2 separate regions of the Sus scrofa genome follow, and region 1 is linked to region 2. A link is a contact called in public Hi-C data. All regions are on one chromosome and are shown on one strand. The core of a region is the stretch at or near the end of the contact, and the rest is flanking DNA. Distances in the headings are between cores, read along the strand shown. Region 1 holds the start of ZSCAN2 (zinc finger and SCAN domain-containing protein 2). Region 2 holds the start of C7H15orf40 (UPF0235 protein C15orf40 homolog).

Region 1 (2,902 bases), core at 135-2,634, 1.0 Mb before region 2:
GACTGACAATTTGGAGAGCATAGACATGTAAAAAAACAGCAAAAAGGGAACAGTAAACTGAGAAAAATAATAGCAACTTTTGTGACAAAAAACCATTTTCTTAATATACTAAGAGCGTTTATGAGTATATTCCATTAAAAAAATTGGAAGATAGGAGTTCCCGTCCTGGCGCAGTGGTTAACGAATCCGACTAGGAACAATGAGGTTGTGGGTTCGGTCCCTGCCCTTGCTCAGTGGGTTAACGATCTGGCGTTGCCGTGAGCTGTGGTGTAGGTTGCAGACGCGGCTCGGATCCTGCGTTGCTGTGGCTCTGGCGTAGGCCGGTGGCTACAGCTCCGATTCAACCCCTAGCCTGGGAACCTCCATATGCCGAGGGAGCGGCCCAAAGAAATAGAAAAAAGACAAAAAAAAAAAAAAAAAAAACCCACTAATAATCATGAAACATTTCTCAAACACTCATGAAATGAACATTAAATTTTCATGAACGTGAAATTTAAATGAAAATTAAATGCAGTCACTTGATTGTGGGTGCCCCCAAAAATTGTTCTGTACAAAAACACCAGATTGTTCTATCACAAACCATTACTGTCTTTCTCTTCATTCTTATATTTTCCCCTTGGGTTTCCAGGCAGTTAGTTACTCACCTGTTGTCATATGGTGATGGAGCAGCCATTCTTCAAGAGCGCCAACCGTGGGAACATCACAATAGAGGCTAATCTCCCATTCTCACCTCCCAGTGCTGAGATTAACAATAAGTAACACTGGGATAGGTACTAAAATGGAGACATGGAGCAGGTGTGCCACGGGCGGTGTCTCTGCCTAAGCAGGTTCCACACAAAAGGAGATGAAGAAAGAATCGGAGGTGCGCGGCAGAAGAGGCGAGACAGGGCTTTCCTCCAGACGCAGGAACAAAGGGGTGTGCAACAGCCAGGTGCGAGAGTAGATCTGCAAGTTGGGGGAGGGGCGCCGGCCTCACAAGAAGGGGTTTCTCTGGTGAAGATTCCTTTCCAGCTCAAGCACTGCTTTCGGCCGTCGAGGGGCCTTACAATACTACTTGCCACACAGTTCACAGTTCACAGTTCTCTTCCATCCAACTTTCCTTTTTTGCAGACAACTGGAAGACTTAAAGAAGTGAAATGACCTGTCCCGGGTCACAGCTCTGGTCCACACTAGGTTGCCTGACTTGCAGTCAACCGCTTGTCCCGCCACTGGCCCTCCCGCACAGCGCAGGCTATCAAGCCCAAACTCCGTTCCTTGGCGGGGTCGGGCGTCTGCCAGGTGGACTACATCTCCCACAATGCCTTCGGCCCAGTCTCCCTCCCGCCACCCGGCTGGGCCCGGATCCGCCAGTAGAAAAGGAGAGTTTCCAGGGGCCGTTCTCGGTGGCCAATGAGCGCGGTGGGGGGCAGGCCTCTCCCGTCCATTGTTCTCGGTGCCCCTCGGGCTTGAGCCGCCGCAACTCCGGAGGGGCCGGGCAGTGCCCGGGGGCGCTTTTGCGCGCGGAGGGACTGCAGGAGCAGGATCTGGTCTCTGGAGAGGTGAGCCCGGAGAGACAGGGCTGGAGCCACGCGGCCGAGGAAGTAGCCCGAGGCGAGGGAATAACGGGCCTGGAGCCAGTGCGGGCAGCCCTGCTGGGGGAGGGGCGTTGGGGGCGCTGTCCGCGTCCCGCGCGCCCAGCTGTCCCGGTTTAGGCGCGGGGTCCGCTGAGAGACCGACGAGATGTGGACTCTTCTCCCTATCAGTGAGCTCTTTGAACGTCCAGCCTTGGTCGCAGGGTTTGGAAGGCACATTGGACGCGATCCCGCGCAGCCCCTCATTTTACGGATGGGGAAACTGAGCTTCAGAGGGGGCGTGTCTTGCTCCGGGTCAAGCAGCGAATTAAACTGATTAAAAACGGTTTCCCGGGCTCCCAGATTAAAGAGTGGTGTTATACCTGTGTTTCTTCTCGCCAGTTGGTAAATGCACATTGAGATCTTCGGTGTTTCCACTAGCTTTTCTTTTTCTTTTAAAAAACTTTTTCCTTCCCTATTTTCTTTTCTTGGGGGAGGAGGAGCGTTATCTGAATATTTATGATGTGATGATTTTTAAAAATAACTTTTGCCTTTTAGTCTTTATTTTAAAGAATTTGTAGTTTCACTGCTGTCAACGTTTTGTAGAATTTCTATACATATTTTTTTCCTTGTGTATATATGTTCTTTTCTAAAAGGAATTGGGGTCATACTGTGTCTGGTTTTTCTGCCTTGCCAGGTTTGTTTTTAATCCATTTATTTTATATTATGAGGATTATCTTAAATCATTAATGATTAATAATTCTTGTGGAGCATAATTTTAAAAATATTTTAAAATACATACAGCAGAGTGCACAGATCTTTAATATGTACACGCTTATGCAACCATTGTCAAATCAAGATCTGGAACATTTCTAGCTTCTTTGAAACACCCCTCTCAGTTACCCTCCCAAAGCCCTAAAAGTAGTCATTATTACATCAGCATAGTTTTTTTTTTTTTTTTTTTTTTTTTTTTTTGTCTTTTTGTCGTTGTTGCTATTTCTTGGGCCGCTCCCGTGGCATATGGAGGTTCCCAGGCTAGGGGTTGAATCGGAGCTGTAGCCACCGGCCTATGCCAGAGCCACAGCAACGCTGGATCCGAGCCGCGTCTGCAACCTACACCACAGCTCACTGGCAACGCCGGATCGTTAACCCACTGAGCAAGGGCAGGGATCGAACCCACAACCTCATTGTTCCTAGTCGGATTCGTTAACCACTGCGCCACGACGGGAACTCCAGCATAGTTTTTAATACATTTTACTGTATGCATGTGTCATAATTTATTAACTCTTCTCCTGTTGCTGGATTCTTAAGGTGTCAGGTGTTTTCTTTGGGGTTTGTTTTTAGAAACAATG
Region 2 (2,807 bases), core at 294-2,793:
CATTAAAATCTAAGAATGAAGAAGCCTCTAACTGCAGATGCAAAAAATACACTTCACCATATAGGATAAACTTTCAGCAAACCAAGACAAAGGGAGGATTGGGGGCCAGGGCAACTGATTCATACAAGACTCCCACCCCAGTGTCCAGATATACCTGTCACAGCATTTTGCTTGGAACCAGGTTTGGCATGGATGGCTATGGTGACACAACCTTTAGGATCAACTGTCACAGGACCTAAGGGAGGAAGCGGTCTCTCTTGTTCCTTGCTCTGGCTTTTACCCTAAAACGACAACAACAACCACACTACAACCTTACTTTCCCACACATTTGATAATTCCACAATTCCTTTTCATCCTTAACCAGGACAAACTAGGCAAATCTGTTCTGTCCAGGTATTTCCGGGTCCCTAGAATGATCTTCCAACATCCTTCATGGCTCAAATCAATTCTGCCATGAAGCCTTGCCATCAACCCCACAAAGTGCTTTTTTTCCTGCCCTGGAAAACCTGACTTAGAGCTGGTTCCTACCGTCTGCTTTGTATTTCCTATTCCTCAGGAGTAGATACCATTTATTACTAATCTTTGTATTTCAAGCAGGATAAGTTAATACATGTTTGTGAGCAACTATGGCTGGAAGCGGTGTGTTTGCGGGGGATGGAGGGGGGAAGAAGTGGTATTTAAAGGACTACTATGTGCCAGAAGCTGTACTATGAACTTTCCATTCAACAAACACAAACTAAGCACCAGGGCAGCACGCAGGCAAAGGATAGATAAAGATAAAAAAGGACACATGGTCCTTGCCCTCAAGGAGCTTGGACTGCAGAGAGAAAGAATAAATCTACTTAACACACGTGCTAAGAGTGCCGACGAGATACGCACAGGCCATCACTACGCAAAGAAGGGCAGGCAGTCGGGCCTTTGGGACACCAGGGAAGCTCCCAGCAGGAGGCAGTCTTAGAGTTATTGGAGTCAGCCCCTCAGAGACGGCGGAAGGGAAGCGGGAGTAGTGTATACTGGACTGAGAGGTGCGAGAACCAGTCCAGGGGAATAGACAGAATGCAAGCTCCCAGGGAAGCAGAGGCCGCCCGGAGCAGCCGAAACACGAAGCGCTGGCCTGAGAGAGAGGGAGAGGCCGGACAGATCAGCAGACGCAACTCAGGGAGGGCCTCGCGCACCGCCGGCCCGGGCGCTGACCTCCCCCGCTGGACCGGGGCGCGGCCGAGTGAGGCGGGGGGCAGGAGCCCCGGACCGCAGAGACAACAAGCAGCTGGCGGCGCTCCCACCCACCCACGGATCCCTCTTCACTCCCGCGCTCCCCAACCAGCATTCCAGCCGCCCCACCCTCCCGCTGCCATGGGTCTTGCAACTGGCCTTGTTTGTCGCGCCAGCTTTCTTGGGCATCTCGGCGCCCAAGGGTAGGCTGGCGGCAGCTCGAGTACCAGCTCCTGCTGGGAACTGCCTCAGCCCACAGCGGAGGCTCAGCATCCCCGGCAAGGAGGGGGCGGCGAGGGCAGCCCGGTGCCGGAAGAGCCCTCTGCGCCTGCGTGCGCTGCGGGTGGGTATATCTCCGCTGGTCTGCGCCTCTGCTCTGGCGCGAGGGCGACACCTTCCGGCCGGCGGGGGTAGGAGTCTTCGTTACCCCAGGACCTGCACGGGGGCCCTCTCCACGTAGAAAAGGGCTCAGGAGATGGAGAGATGGGGAGCTGGCCTCTGATCGAGTTGGTGACCACTCCCACCCCCTCCCCCACAGAGGATAGGGAGGTTGTGTTACCTCATGGGAAGAAAAGATTGGACTGAGCGGCAGAGTGCACAGGGCCATGCATTCTCGCTGCTGCAGCCAACCAGCAGGTGCAGACAGAGCCCCACCCTGCTTCCTATGGCCCACAAGTGGATATAGAACCTCGTGCTGCCTTAGCCTTTTGGTATCCATGGAGCACCTACCTTGTGCTAGGCGCTGAGGATGCCACAATGCAAAAAGAGAGGAAATCTATTCTGATGTGTAATGTGGCAAGAGAGGCAACTGAAGTCGGCAGAGGCATGATCAGTTATTGAACTGTTTGAAGCGAAGGATAGGTGGAGTCAAATTTGTTGTGTTTAGAAAGATCACTGGCTGCAGTGTGGTCAATAGAGGAATAGAAGCAGGGAGATCCGCTATTTAAGTGGAAGATAGTGGCCTCAATCAGAGTAGTAGCAGTGGGAATGGAGAATTGGGAGCTGATCATTTTGAGGATATTTAGGAGCTGGAATGATTGGTGTTTGGGGAATGACGAGGTGGGAATGAAGATGAAGATTCATGGAAGATGCCCAGGTTTGGGGCCTGAGAAGCAGGTTTGGGAATTGGTCAGTTTGGAACATAATGAGTTTGAGATATATGTGGGACACTAAGTAGAAATATTAAGGGTGACTGAATGTCTAACTGAAGCTTGAGAGATCTGGGCTGGTGATGGATTTTGGAACCCTCTGAAATGGACGGTAATTGAAGTCATGGAAGTGAATGAGAGAAAGACTCAGAGAGTGTGCAGAGCCTGAGGGCCCAGGACAGAACCCTAAGGGAAAGTAAAGAAGAGAAGGCACCAAATGACACTGGCCAGACATAGGAGTACATGGTAAACTAGAAAGGGTACTTCAGGGCTAAGTGGTCAACAGTGAGAAGTGCCACAGAGAGAACATGTAAAATAGACATCAGAGGTGTTGGTGACCTCAACAGCAGCAGTTTCAGCAAAGAGGAGGAAAGAGATAACGTGTAGGGAATAATTTGATTTCATTATGGAGCAACTGGTGTTGGAGGAGCAGATGACATTAAGGTG

Evidence for each region. Hi-C and Micro-C count contacts between places; a contact is called where the count stands out from the background.
Region 1: a Hi-C map of embryonic fibroblasts shows a contact between it and region 2, with 2.5 times the contacts expected there. The contact joins the promoter of ZSCAN2 here to the promoter of C7H15orf40 in region 2. A contact is called at or near these places in 2 of 47 Hi-C or Micro-C datasets (embryonic fibroblasts and subcutaneous adipose tissue).

The regions. Positions count from the first base shown.
Region 1 is chr7:52,956,489-52,959,390 of Sscrofa11.1, reverse strand. It overlaps ZSCAN2 (zinc finger and SCAN domain-containing protein 2), which reads left to right and starts at 1,384. Exons shown (of 9, transcript XR_002345788.1): 1 at 1,384-1,538.
Region 2 is chr7:51,928,085-51,930,891 of Sscrofa11.1, reverse strand. C7H15orf40 (UPF0235 protein C15orf40 homolog) reads right to left here and starts at 1,543. Exons shown (of 4, transcript XM_001929182.5): 1 at 1,372-1,543; 2 at 155-281. The coding sequence starts at 1,485.